2 separate regions of the Hordeum vulgare genome follow, and region 2 is linked to region 1. Evidence: chromatin contacts called from public Hi-C data. All regions are on one chromosome and are shown on one strand. The core of a region is the stretch at or near the end of the contact, and the rest is flanking DNA. Distances in the headings are between cores, read along the strand shown.

The links. Hi-C and Micro-C count contacts between places; a contact is called where the count stands out from the background.
Region 2: a Hi-C map of leaf shows a contact between it and region 1, with 4 times the contacts expected there. The contact joins the enhancer-like site here to the promoter of LOC123424745 in region 1. A contact is called at or near these places in 2 of 6 Hi-C or Micro-C datasets (leaf and seedling).

Annotation. Positions count from the first base shown.
Region 1 is chr2H:43,194,629-43,202,438 of MorexV3_pseudomolecules_assembly, reverse strand. It overlaps LOC123424745 (60S ribosomal protein L22-2-like), which reads left to right and starts at 3,905. Exons shown (of 2, transcript XM_045108420.1): 1 at 3,905-4,233; 2 at 4,975-5,322. The coding sequence starts at 3,989. The coding sequence ends at 5,119.
Region 2 is chr2H:43,319,478-43,327,287 of MorexV3_pseudomolecules_assembly, reverse strand. No RefSeq gene overlaps it. Among protein-coding and RNA genes, the nearest start is that of LOC123424750, 9.2 kb to the left of the region's middle. Within about 2 kb of position 4,492, at least 3 of the 3 cell types and tissues checked have open chromatin away from gene starts, as enhancers often do. A contact at or near this core is called in leaf and seedling, where this site is marked.

The DNA of each region.
Region 1 (7,810 bases), core at 2,656-5,155:
AAAATTCCTCGTGAAGTTTCATCCCATTTGGAGATGCGCAAAATAGGTATCTCCAGAATTCCATCCGTCGACATTCTCCCTTTTAGTGTAAACATTGCATATTATGAAAGAAAAAGGCATTAGGATTACTCCATAAAGTGGTATAATGCATAAAAACACTATAAATAACAATAGCAAAACATGATGCAAAATGGACGTATCATTCAACGCTGCCCAGCCTGCCGAGGGCGCTTCCTACCGGTCTGGCTGAGCCTCATGGTCCACCACATGTGATACTACATGTATTTTGAGCTGAGGACTAGCGACCATCTTACATTTGACATGATGAGCATGTGGGTCATTTTGTAGGGCCAATAAGGAATATATGTAGCTCGAAAGAAAGCGCGTTGAAGCCTCTACTTTTGGAGGCCGCTTGTCATCCACAATTTATTTGAGTACGTGCCAACAATGTCAAATCATCATTATGTACACAGGTGGTGCTCTTCAGATAGATCAAACGGGACATGGAGGAGCCACTCCAGCCTTGTCTGTTGCACGTGCTTGGCGGAGAAATTGTATGTTTTGCATGTCTTTCTTTTCAGGACAACGAAATTGTATCAAAAATTTGACATCAATGTGCTAGGATGCCGATAACCATCACACATGTGGTGGGAGCAAGAGTTGGCCACACGCCCCATGAACAAAAAATGGATAATGTCACCACATGCATGCACAAGTGACGAAATCGATGATGTCAATAGAAATTTTTTTCATCTTTTCAGTTTTGAAAATATTTTATATCTTAAATAAAAAATCCGACTCAAAATCCATTTTCTCCATTAAATCCCTCACGACGAGATCTTCAAAAACTAAATCTCATATCGACATGTCTCGACGACTTTATTTTTTGTTAAAAATTGTCATGTCCTATTGCAATTTGCACATAAATTGCCATCATGATTACACTTAAGTTCCCATTATGTATTTCAACTATTTTTGTTCTATGTTTATAGGTAATTTTGAGATGTTATAAAAACGGGAATTAAGAAACTCAACTTGCCATGGTGTACTAAAAAATGTCATGATCCATGAAATAATTTTGACATGGTTCATAGATAAAAAGAAACTTGTTGCCAATTACTTTAAAAATGCATGATCAATGACTCAAATTTACCATGAATCATAAACTAAAAATATCATAATGAATTACTTAAATTTGCCATAATACATGCTCTAAAATTTGCCATGGCTCATACAAAATATATTTCCATGTTCAAAATACTAGAATTGTCATGGTAAAAATACTAAAACTGTCATGATCTATAAACTCAATTTCCCATGATAAATTACTAAATATTGTCATGATCCATGTCTTACATTTGCCATGGTTAACTACCAAAAATTTCATGATCAATTAAATAAAATTGTCGTGAAAAAAAGTTGAAATACAATGATAGCTTTAAATCTAGTAGAAATAACCAAATGAAACATGTCTTGACAACTTATTGTAAATAATATGACAACTTCAGTGTAAACATCATAACAATTTTTGACCTCAAAAAAATATCGTCAAAATGTATCAATATGAGATCTAGTTTTGAAGACCTCGTCGATACGGATTTTTAATTGAATTATTTATTTAAGAGATAAACATTTTTAAGTCCAGAAAGAGCAAAAAGATTACATTGATGTCATATGTTTGATGTGGCAAGACGAATAATTATGAGAGCATGTGAACCATGTTGTCTCGTGCCACACCTATCGGCGTTATCATTTAGGATGTGCTAATGGGCAAAAACTAAAGCTCAACTTGTGTTATGTACTATTTAGTGTCAAATTATTATTTTTTGTGTCTCGAGCAATGTTTCGAATTTTGATCTGCATTTTTGTGACAACATACATTGATGTTGTGTCAATGCAATATTTTTTTTGGATGTTTTAAAATATTTTCGAATATGCAAAAGAGAACCAATAATTTCAATTGCCCCGTTGCACCAGATACATCCCCATGAATCAGGAGCATGGTTAGTTGGGCTTTGGCCTTTGGAGTAGCTAAATTTTTAGTCGCCAGGGGCTAGCTCGTGACTAGTAGGTCTGAGAGGGTTCCATGTATGTGGTGAATTTGGTTTTTACCAACCCAAAACCGAAGATGCAGATGCAACCGAATAACAAATGGTAGCAATTTAAAAAGCGCACCGAGTAGTGAAGACCGAATAAACTCATAATTTCTGTTAAGTTGGTTTGGTTCGATGTTCGGCTTTCGGTGTAAAAGTGCCCACCCGTATTGCCGACCCATATATAGGTAAGCTAATGTTTTTTTGTTTATTTTTCCGGATCATTTATTTTAAAGGTTTTTCCAGGTTTTCTAGAAAATTTTCTATTACAACTTCAATTTTTAAAAATATTTTATGAAGACTAAAATATTGCAAAATTTTAAAAAAATCTTGAATTCAAAGAGTGTGCATGAATTAAAAATGCAAGTGAATTTTAAGAAATGCCCACAAATTACTTTTTCATGAAATAAATAATGTTCACAAAATTTCAAAATATGTATGATTTTTTGAAAATTCGCAAATTTGATTCTTTTAATTTGGAAAATGGTAATAAATTCCAATAGTGTTCCTAATTTTAAAAAGAAAATTTTTATTGAAAAAAAGTTCATGAATTCATGTTCTGAATTTTTTGTGCAAAATCAACAAAACTTCAGAAATTACAAAATAGTCCATGCATATTTTTGTCTTGAATTTGGAAAATATGGGTGAACTCAAAACATATTCATGGATTTTACAATTGTACCTAATTTTTTAAAAAACGTGAAATTTTTAAAAATTCGTGTATTGAAAATATTTTCAAATATATATATGATATATGAATTTGACATATTTTTTATGAGTCTTAAGAAATGCTCATGGATACAATTTTGTGTGCGAATATTTAATGTCTTTTAAATTTGTAACATGCTCAAGAATTTGAAAGAAGTTAAAATATTTCTAAATTTATAGAATGGATCAGTAAAAATAAAAATGAAAAACATACAAGACCAAAAGTAATTCAGATAAAATCATAAAAAGAAACAATTAAGGAAACATGTTCTGACGAAAAACACACAGGAGAAACACCAAATGGGTCAATTCATGTAACAACAACACCCTTGGAGGCTGAGCGTTTGCGTGGTATTCCCAACATTACTACGCGGGGAATAGTAGGATTGGTCGCGGCTAATTTGTTGAAATTGCTAATTAAGTAGTACCCCTAGCAAAGGTCATTCCTACGTTCTCTGTTGCTGACGTGTGCCATTTATTGCAACCTTGGTGTTTTTCTTTTATTTCATAGATTCCGATTTTCCAAACATTTTATATCTAAAACCATGCATCTAAATCACGAACCAGTTTCACCGTTGGATTTTTGCACCGTGATCTTTGAAAGTATATATCATGTTAATAGGTTCCACCAAAGATTTTTCAAAAAAAGGAATACAATAAGCAGATACAAAAAAAGAACAGAAAAAAACCAAAAAAATAATCCCAAACCGGAAACCCAAAAGCACAATTATGGTTGTTTACTTTTTTTGGAAGCACAACTGTGCTTTTCCTAAGCACATCTTAGTTTCCCGTGGAAGCACTAATTATGGTCTTCTCGCAAATGAGCAGTGATTTTTTGCAAGAGAAAAAAACCAAAACTTCGTGGGAGTTTTTCAAAGGGTATCCCTTAATTAGTTGCTCCCTGAATTTTCACCTCCTCACATTGAATGCTCAATTGTTTTATGGGCTTTCGGTGACCTTCCAAGATCCAACGTAAGCCCAACCTATCCCACTAATTTCCAATCTCGCCGAGACCCAACGAGCCGGCCCAGTCACTTGCCACACGACACGAGAATGGCAGCCCACAAGGCCTATATATATCGCGCGATCCCTCTCTCGCTCGCCCTTGTAACCCTAGCCGCCTGCGCGCCGCCACACGAACCCCCACCCCAACCCCGAGCACCGGCCGAGGAGGAAGAGAAGGTGAGATGGCTCGCGGCGCGGCGACGGCGGCGGCGGCTGCCAAGGGCAAGAAGAAGGGGTCCGTCTCCTTCGTGATCGACTGCACCAAGCCCGTGGAGGACAAGATCATGGAGATCGCGTCGCTGGAGAAGTTCCTCCAGGAGCGCATCAAGGTTGCCGGCGGCAAGGCCGGGAACCTCGGCGACTCCGTCACCGTCACCCGCGACAAGAGCAAGGTCACCGTCACCTCCGACGGCGCCTTCTCCAAGAGGTATACGCCGCGCGCCCTCCCACTCTCCCACCTGCAGCTCCTGAATTCATGATTGTCCGTGTGTGATAGATCTGGGAACCGCGTAAGAGCTTGGATTGGTTCATTTTGCAGTGCCGTAGTAGTTGCGAGCGATTGATCAGTATGTTGGTTGTTTCGATTGTAGCTGTGTACGCAAGGCACGCTGATGTGTATTGTTTTGCACTGTGTAAGATACATGCTCAGGTTGGTAGTAGTTGCAGGAAGAACTAATTGAGGAGTATCTATTATCATGACAGAGTGTTCTAGCTTTCACCTTTGTACAGAGCGTTCTAGCATTTCCTAAATGCAAATGTCTTTTCCTCAATTAGTTGTATATTTTGTACAGAGTATTCAAAACTTGAATGCTACGAAAGATCATATATATCATGACCCTTGTAGTAAGTGTATTGTTTGCACACCTTGTGTTTGGGCAGCTTCAGTGTTTTTGGATAACACTCTTGGAACATGAAACGCGGGAGCTTGATTTGTCTGAACGCTTTAAACTTATCATTGCTTTGGCCTTGGAAGTTGGAACTTATCTTTACATTGTCTGAAATTCTGAATATGTAGGCCATTTATTCATTTCCTTATCCAAGGTATAATATCGAGATTCGTTGTAAAAAAGCTGGATGGTTTGGTCATTTCTTTCTTGTCCAATATACGTTACCAGCAGCCATCTTTGGTTGTATATGATCTGATGACATCATTCGTCTGGCTTCTCAGGTACCTGAAGTACTTGACCAAGAAGTACTTGAAGAAGCACAACGTGCGGGACTGGCTTCGTGTGATCGCAGCCAACAAGGAGCGCAACGTGTACGAGCTCCGGTACTTCAACATTGCCGAGAACGAGGGCGAGGAGGAAGATTAGAGCGCATTGTTATATTGTAGTGCTTGTTGAGTTTTGATACTTGATCTGAGTACCTCCCTAGTTATCCACCTATCTTATGTTGTGCTCTGTTGAACATGGATGGTTTAATTTGAAGAATCCTTATATTTTGTCTCCCCTCGACTGTGGATCCATATGTCTGTGAACCTATAGACAAGTATTATGGAGATTTGTTCTTGCTTTCACATTAGCTGCTGTGCTAAAACGGTGGTGCTTTTTTACTCCTGATGAAGTTTTGGTCAGTCTGATTTTGAGCCTCTTACTCCATTAGTGCTGAGCTATCTCTACAGGTGCCACTTACATTGCTGGCCTCACTTGTCACCCTTTTTCTGTACAAACAGCATGAAAAACCGTGAATTGGTCCTCGTGCACGAACAACTTAGAACCATGGATTGGTTCTAATTTTTGATATAGTTTTCTGAGGGAAGCAGAGCAATTTCCTTTAGGCCCACAAGTAATATCTGGACACGTTGGAACATTTTTGGCTATCCAATCAATCTAGAGAACCCCTTTTGCTATATCATCAATTTGTCTGACTGGTCCGGCCGTCTGAAATCCTGCAAATGGCATCAAAATGAGGGAGCCTTGACGCCTGCAATGTTGGACTCGATCCCAAGCCCCAACACAGCGGAATCACACCCCAAACTCCTTTGCTATGTGGTACAGGAACCTGTTGAATTTTGATACTGGGTAGCTTTCATAGCCTTCATATCAACGGGAGAAAAAAAATACCACAAGCTCTTAATTTATAAAAAATGATCTATAATATGAAAATTTGTAGTTACGGCATAAACAAAGATGGTCTTACTCTACAAATGTGAAGTTTAAGATTTCACATGTCTTCTATTTCAACACGGCTTGAATGTATATTTAACACGTACAAAGAAATGGGCAAGTGACCTTCAATTTCATCTCCAATCCTGATTTTGTTGAGATGTTCATCCTCAATTCGGATCAATACATGTATGAAAGAAAGACGAATAATGCATTATTTATTAAGATTATATCCTAGATAGTCTTTCTTTAAAAAATTAACAGGTAAAATAACATCATATGCAGATTCTACATATTTTTCTAATCAAATTTCATATATAACATGTTAATTTTAGAGTTTTAAACCAATTTTGGAGTTACGGTTTAAAAGATATGAGTATTTTAAAAAACATTTAATATGTAGTACGGGTTTAATGTCAGAAACATCAGATTTTTTTTATAAAATAGCATGACGGACTAAGAATACCTATTTTCTTTATTAGTTAATTTTAATATTTAAATTACCTTCTAGTTAATTTGCGGTGTTAGGAGCCATTAGCTTCATGAGTTGATATATTATTTAGAGCCTAAACCATGAGTATCATACATGTCTGTACATAAATAAGAAACTAAGGTTTAATTGGTAAGTTACAGTGATTACCAAATTTCTTCTAACCTTACTTACAAGGCAGACCTACAAAACTCGAAGTACAACTCAACCTTCTATGACACAGAAGGAAAATTATAAATAGATTTGCACATACCACACCAAAACAATTTTTCTCTTTGAAGAGTTCACAATAATTTCCATGAAATCAAGTGCATGTGTTGGATTTTCCTTTTTCACCATGCATGCTTCAGATTCCAAGGAAACACACCATTAAGTTATTTAGATAAAGAGATGCTTGATTTTTGATAAACCTGATCACGGTATGAAATTAAGTGCATGTTTAGGATTACATGAAAAGAACAATTCAGTTATTTAGACCAAGCGGTCATTGATATGTTTTAGCGAACCTGACTGCTCCCCTACTATTGATAAGGAATCAGTGAGATTAGGAGATCTGAACAACATTGCCAGCTTACTTTTGACAACCATTAATACGTGATAGAAAAGTTGATGTCAAACATATAAAGTACAGATGAATTGGCGAGTTGCTCACCATGTGCAAAGCGGAAACAAGCTCCGTATTTAGATTTGCCGTGTAGGCGTGGTCCTCCTGTTAGTTTGGATCGATGAGAGACATCTTCATTTGCTCGAATCAAGCCGCGTTGGGACAGTGGCTGGACCAAACTTCGATTTTTAGGAATTTTGTGTTGCTCCCTTCACTGGCCAGCAGGACTTTGCACCGCATCATGGGCGTCGCTGGGCTTACCTTCATGCCAATAAGTCGAGGCAAGGCCGTCCTAATCCGTGCCTCTTCGTGTAGGGAGGTCAAAGACCATGTCGTCATGCCTCCGTTGGATTGCACTACAACTGTCGCTCCGCAACAATGCGATCCGATGGCCACGTTGGATTGGCACTCCATCCAATTGCACGTGTCGACGCGTAGGGAGGTTGAGGCCATGGCGTCGTGCCTCGCATTTGATGCTTTCGATCTGCGATGATGAGATCAAAGGGCCGTGTCGGATGGCGGTGATGTTTGTCGTGTCGGGATTCAGGGGAGACGCTGCGTGGGCGAGTAGACGACATACAAAGCAACTTTGGTATGTTCGCGGCCGGCCGGAAAACATCAGGGTTTACAAGGTAGTTTCATATATAACATGTTAAATTTAGAGTTACGGTTTAGAAGATATGAATATTTTAAAGAACATTTAATATGTACTACGGGTTTAATGTCAGAAACATCAGGGTTTTTTCTATAAAATAGCATGACGAACTAAGAATACCTATTTTCTTTATTAGTAGGTATAGATTGT
Region 2 (7,810 bases), core at 3,243-5,742, 120 kb before region 1:
CATAGACAGCATTCAGTTTTTTTTTCCCATTCAGCAGAGTAATGTCTCGGGTTATTACATCTGCACTCTTTGCTCGTATGGCTCACTTGCCTTTCTGTGCAGTTGAATCAAACATGTTTTGACTTCATAGAAACCTGGAAAGTGCGTCATCATCGCTGCTGCACGATCAAGCTACATATACTTACTTTTATTTTTCTACCTTGGCAGGCTTCATGCACCGGCCCTTACCCCTGGCAGCCTGGCTGCCTTGGGCTGTTCTGCACTGGTGGAGTGGTACTAAGATCATCAGTCAGGTTCAGGATCAAAAATTCATTCCATCTGACAGAAACCCCCAACACAGACCAGTATACACTGTAGAAGCGGCAGCAACTTATAGGCACCCATCAGCTGATATGGAATTTATTGCTGTTATTTCTGAGCAAATAATCCGGCATCCTGTGTGCCATTATCGAAATTCTGCAGGGTCCCTAATTTTTGTAAAAGCTACTGAACCAGCATTTTTGTAAAAGCCGTATGCAGATGCGTGGTAACGGAAATATGTACTTTCCTGAACCAAACATGAAAGTAATGAATGAAATGATTCCCATACCAGCCGAGATCATACTTGTTGGTTGCAATGCATCCAGAAAGTAATTTGGTTTAGGTTACTGGGCAGGGAGCCAGGGAGGAAAGGTAATGGCTGCTTATTACGTACAGTATGATATGGATATGGATAACCGGAAAGTGCAGCATATCAGCAGTTTTCAAAGACGCTGCGCGCTCCCATGTCTGCCTTGCATCCCCTGTTTCCTGGAGCGATCACTGAAATCTGGTGATATGGACCAGATCCACTTTTGAGGCTTTGGTTTGGACAACTTCTTTGTCTAATTAAATTGGCTTATCTGTTGGGGTTCAGGTGCATTCCGCTTTATGGCACTGGATAATGTTGGTTAGCTATATGGAGACTTTGTAAGTTAGCCCTCAGACCTACTCAGTTAACCTATTTGCTCTCATTTACTTGTTGTTCTTCTCATTTGTTAGCCGCATGTGATTGGGTACCTTACCTATGTTCGAAATTATGGACATTTTCAACTCTTCCCGTTCCATTTAATTTATGCAGGTGCCCTTGGTATACAACTTCTTATCCATTGATGTCAAATATTGAGTTGTCCTGTTTTTATGCATGTGGATTTTGGAAGTATCGCTCGCTTATTTTTATTTGATTTTTTTTTGAAAAAAGTATTTTTATTTGTTATGATTATCCTTTTTGTGGCAATATAATATAATACTCCCTATGTCCTGAATTATTTCTCGTAGAAATGGATGTATCTAGAACTAAAAATGCGTCTAGATACATCCATTTTTGCGGCAAGTAATTCCGGACAGAGGGAATACTATGAAAAGACTTCTCTATATTGCTAAGTATACTTGGTGGCTGAACTAGTGTGAAGGCATGGTATTGTAAGTTCCTTCAATGAGAGCTGCATGGTCTTCCATTGATGGTGTCATACAACCTAGAGAACAGATTTCTTCCTTCCGTTTTCTGATGGAAAGAGATCAACATAACCCACTCAATCAATCATGTGCTGAGTATATTTTTTTCCTAAACCTGGTAATCAGCTACTTTAATTTGTGGAGTGCTTCCATGATGTGCTGAATTTGTGGAGTTTTTCCTAACCCACTCAACGAACTAGTTAGCATCCATAGTTCCATACTTCTGAAAGAGGTGATTTAGTGCTCTTTAGGCTCAATTCTACGACAGATCATGTTATTTCCAGAGTTTACATACTGCATTTCTATTTTTTTCCTTGGAAGATCATGTGCAAATTTTGCATACCCTCCGTATGGATTCGAAGTCTATCCAGAGAGTTAATTCAGTTGCTGTTTGTGCAGCTCGGACCCTCCGAGAGAGGTGTTCAGTGTATCCAGGATGCTATAGAAACATACTATTCAGGTTCGATACCTCCGGGTCATTCAAAGTTCCATTCATCCGGACGTTCCCAGATAATCGAGTAGCAAAATCTTAGGACTACAGTAGTTCGACCCACTTTGGACACTTCCTGCTGTTAAAAAGAAAAAAATTAGACCAGGAGGCAATAGCCCCTATGGCATTTTTATTAAGAAGAAACAACCCAGGCACACACCCTGTGGGCTCAAGTCATTATATTTGTTGACTGATGCCTTATTGATGTATTTGTACCATTTTTGGGTTAAGGCATAGACAGCATTCAGTTTTTTTTTCATTCAGCAGAGTAATATCTCGGGTTATTACATCTGCACTCTTTGCTTGTATGGCTCACTTGCCTTTCTGTGCAGTTGAATCAAACATGTTTTGACTCCACAGAAACCTGGAAAGCACGTCATTATCGCTGCTGCACGATCAAGCTACACATACTTACTTTTATTCTTCTACCTTGGCAGGCTTCATGCACCGGCCCTTACCCCCGACTGCCTTGGGTTGTTCTGCACTGATGGAGTAGTCTACCAAGATCATCAGTCAGGTTCAGGATCAAAAGTTCATTCCATCTGGCAGAAACCCCCAAAAAATACTAGGATACACTGTAGAATCGGCAGCAACTTATATGCATCCATCAGCTGATTTGGAATCTATTGTTGCTATTTTCTGAGCAAACAATCCGGCATCCTGTCTGTGTTGGTGCCGTTATCGAAATACTGCAGGCTCCCTGTTTTCTGCAAAAGCCACTGAACCAGCATTCAGATATGAAGACGTCGTGATAACGGAAATATGTACCACTTCCCTGAACCACACATGAAGGTAATGAATGAAATGTTTCCCTCATATACCACTGATGAAGCAAGTAAACTAGCAAGAAAATTCCATATCACATGCCTCCTAATTAAGTTGGTGTGCAGAAGCTTCTGCTCAAGTCAGTAAAATTTCATTGCCAGACATGGGACTCCCCCTTCCATCGGATCCACAGCCCCATATGACGAGATTCCTTCCTCTGTTTGAATATAGTACTGCTGGGTGGCAGTGTTAGTACTACATAGTAGCAGGAGGCATTAATTAAATCACGTGCTAATATGCTGCTGTGGAGATGAATAGATGATGGGTGAAACATCAGTGTTGCTTCCCGCACTGGGTGCCTTCTGGTGGATCTGGTGGCCGCTTAGCTTATGGTTTCTTATTGGGTGATCAGTCCATGCTTTCCCTAGTAGCATTGTTCACTTTGGACTAAACCTAAGCTAGCTCATGAATCTTTGAGTGTGCCGTAAGATACCTTTTTTTTTTCAAATCTGAATTCCAGAGGCTTGCAACTTGCAAGATGCTACACATACAATATGGCAAGTGTTCAGATTTTTTTTTCCTGGACATAAGGGTCTGAAAGAAGCACCAGTTTCAGGCTTTTTTTTTTATTCAATGAGTTTCATGCTTTCAGAAACAGACGAAAAATATGCGCTATTAAGCAATGAGAGTGACTGGACTTATATTAGATTAGCAACAGAAAGGAGAGGGAAACTACCACATCAGTCGTACACAGATCTGATGTTGATGTGCGTAGACGTGTATTTCATCTTCTTCGAATACGAGAAGAGGATTTCTTTACTGCAAACATGGTCTGGAGTTGACCTCAATTATGATCTCCATCTAGGAACTTGGGAGATCTCTGAATAATCGAATCTCCTCGAAACCACCGCACCGTTTTCATAAACAATAGAAAGTCTCCACGGCTTTTTCAACGGCCTAGTAGTGGCACCGATCGTTTCAGACACTCCGGTTTAATCTAATTCAGCGTGATCAGGAGTAGTAGTAATGAACCACGAATCAGGAAATTATTGAGGGCTGTGCATGGCCTCGAGCAGGCCACCCCCACTGTTACTTGCCACCAGCCCGTAACGACCTACTAACCCCCTTGTCTCTTCCTCAACTTGTCCATGCCTTTTCTTGGCGCGGTGTGGTCTATCAATCATGAAGCAAAACTGCACAAGGGCACACATGCTATGCCAAAGCCAATTGCCAAGCTAGTTGCTGCTACAAAAATACAGAAGAAGAAACAATAAAGAATGTGAACTGAGACCATCACAAAATGACCATTTCCTGTATTCCTAATACAGGAAATCTTTTGCCTCTTATTTAATATATGAAGCAAATCTTTTGCCTCCAATTCAAAAAAAAAATATACAGTAGAAAATAACATGAAAAAGAAGCACCTTTCCAAGCTTGAAAGCTACAGATCTCCTCCATCCCGGGTGTCGGTTCCGGGATCATCGGTCAGTTAGGCACTTTGCAGCAGCAGCTAGCCGGGCATTGGTCAAAGCTGAACCAAAGTTCAGAAGAAAATGATGCTCCTGCTATCTATATACCAAGTCTGAAAGTGACATGCACCATGCGAGCGACAAGTCATCCCACCCCGGCTCCGATCCCGGCGAACCGGGGATCCACACGCCATTGTTTAGCTCCTGATGCTTCGCTCTCGGTCGAGCTGTGCACGCAACCTTGGCCGAACCTCCGATGAAAGATCCAGCGCAAGAGGCCGCAGGAGGAGGAGGACCCTGCACCTAACGGACGTGGCCAGACTGAACAAGAGTCGTTAAGAAAGGGAAACACATGACACATGAGGTTGGTTGTGCGCGCGTGATCTGCTCGTGGCTTGGCTTCTTTACACCCTGGGTCTACCAGAAAGGGGTTCGTACGATACGATCTGGAGTTCTGGACTGTGCGTCGTTGATGTTGGTGGCACCGGCTTTCGTCTTTCTGCCCTTGCCGTAGCTGCTTATGGGCAGTGCAGACACTGTGTTGAAGAACAGGTTTAATTTGTCTGTCGGTTTGTTTTGCGCGCGTCGAGCGTCAAAGCAATGCAGACATCCAGAAACGAGAATAGTTCTTTCTACTCCCTCCGTCCCTAAATATACGTCTTTTTAAAGATTTTATAGAAAAACTACATCCGGATAAATATAGACATATTTTAGAGTGTAGATTCATTCATTTTGTTCCGTATATAGTTCTCTAATGAAATCTTTAATACGACTTATATTTAAAAATGGAGGAAGTATGTATTAGTTACGAAGAAGAAGGGTTTGTCGGAATTTTGAAGTACTGGAATCTTTTTTTTTTCTCGTCGGTCCTTTTCATATGATTAAATCCTATAGGAATTATTCATAAGCATTCCCTTGTACTCCCCAGTTTCATAATATAAAAGCGTTTCTAATAGTACACTAATGTTAAAAATATTTTTGTATTATAAGACGGGAGGAGTATTATTACATAAAAATATTTAGCATTCACTCAAACCTTTTTAAGAAAAATAAACTTCTGTTATTTGAAAACCTTATTTATTTGACGTCCATCCAGCCATTTGCACATGACACAACGACAGCTGACGGATGTTGTGCACGAATCTCCACACAAGGACAGTCGCCACATCGTCGCCCTTAAACCATCCGTTTGTGACGGTGATTGTACGAACACGGACTCCGTTTGTGACGGTGATGGTACGAACACGGACGTGTGTGTGGGGTTAGTACCCATTTCGCACGCACCCCGCTCTAACAAAATCTCACCCCCTATCCGATGAGGACATTGATACCATTGTTATACCTGCTATACCTACTCGACCAGTTACTAGAGCTCGCGCACGTCAATTGAATTATTAAGTATTTTTGTTTCTTGAAAATCCTTCTGATGTTTATGAACATATAATGCTGCCTAAATTAGATACTTTTATTTTGCTTGCGAATGAAGGACATGGACAAGGAGGATGACCATTGAACCGGGATCAAGCATAGAGGGGAAGGTGCACATGTGGGAAAGAACAAGGGAGCTTCCGGTGGTGATTTTGAAGCCACCATAAGGAAAGCATGAAGGGTTGGACGGAATATACAAGATGTCACTTCATAAATTTCGTCCATAGGCTACTATAGGTGATGCGTCATCTTATTTTTGGCCAGGCCCATGTAATTTTGGAGTACTACCACATAGGATGTTTTTAGAGTCCGTATGTGTGGGCAAACCGATTTAGGGTCATTTTCGGACCCCTCCTCCAAGGGTCGCGGAAATCCCTCTCTATCCCCTTATATATACAGCCCTTAGGGCACCGTTTAGACTTGGGTTTTGTTTAGATTACAAGTTCGCCAAAGCTGCAACTACGCGTTCTTCGTTTGTGTTCTACAAACAAACCAAGACGTCACAAAACCCCACTTTCATTAATAAAGCTTTCATCTTATATTCGCAATATCCAGATTGCAATTACAATTTCTTGCTTGTTCTTCATTTGCGTGCAGGAAACAGACCCTCAAGGTCAGTTTGATTGTGCTCCGCCGTGGTCAATAACCTCTTGGAGTTGGTTTAGCGATTGCTAAGGCGCGACGTCTTCGCACGTTCGTAGTCGGATCGTCAAAGTCTACGCCACCAAAAACTATAGCCACTATCTTATCGAAAGTCAGGGACAACTTCGCCTCTATCAAGTGGTATCAGATTTCCAGGTTGCTCGGTGAGATTTTACTAGTTTTTCGTAGTATAGATCGCATTTGTTCTTCATACGTGTAGTTCACGAAAAAAAACCAAAAGAAATTTAGGGTTAGTTCATCCTATCCGAACCAATCTGAGCCTTTTGTAATTTTCTATTTGTTACTTTTGCTCTGTTGAATTTGCGGTTGCATCGTTGTGTCGAGTTGCTAGCCTTAGCGTCTAGTCTTTTAGAATTTCAAGTTCTATTCAACGGTTATCACGCCATCGCCGCACTATCTTCGATTACACTGCCACCCATCACTATCATCGCTACTGCCATATAACAATCACCCATTATTATCGTCATCATTACCATATATCACCACCCCATATCCGCCTCTAAGCCGAATTCTTTAGTTATTCGGTTTGATCTTGAGATCCTTTTGTTTTCGGTTTAGTGTTCCGTTACGCGAGTAGGTTTCAAAAATAATCGCAAACTTCCGCATAGTTGCAGCCAAAATTCTCAAAGTTTTGCGGACAAAATTCTGGTGGGTCAAAAAAAATTGTGCCTATCCTGTTTTTATTCTTTCGAAAGATTTTTGAGACACTCGCCATTATAGTGTTTTCAGGAAAAAAAATAGAGTGTCCTCTTCTTTTGATTACGTGTAGCGTCGTGATTTTGTTGGTGTTCTAGGCTCGCGTCTGTAGTACGATCTAGCCTAGGACCAGCACAGTACCGTCGTTGAGCGTCCTTTCAACTTTGCATCTCTGAACAGATTATTGCTGACCGTTTTTGCTAGCATATTATAAGCCTTCCCAGCTCCACATACATCTACATCGTGTGTTTGACACCACCTGGCAATCGTTCTATCCAAGATTTGAGAGTTTTGAGTACACCGGTTGCCGATCACCACCTGCTATTGGGTAAGAACTTGTAAGAATTTGAGATTTGCTTGACGGATTTGCGATACACCACCACCACCACCACTTCCTTGTAGTTTGTAGGTTTATTTTCTTCTGTGTTCCTATTGTTGCTAACAATGCCAAGATCACAAGCCGACGAGATCAACTGGGAGAGCCTGACCAAGGAGGAGCTCCATGATAAATTTCAGCAAATGATGGCTGACCAGGTACAAGACTTCGTGACCAGCCTTGGAAAGGCCATGGAGAAGCTAGACTGTTTGGAGAAGGCATTCGACACCAAGATGCACACTAAGTTCAATGAGGTGCTTGCCCGTCTACCACCACCAGCTGCAGCTTCCTTCCCTCTCCAACAACAATAACAACGACGACAACAAGGCCCAGATTTTGTGGGACGAGTGCGGCATGTGCCTTCCGGCCAAGGCGAGAATTCGGGTGTTGTTGCTCCTGCTGCTACTACCGAGGTTTCTGTGACTGAGGAGAATGAGGATTATGATGGTG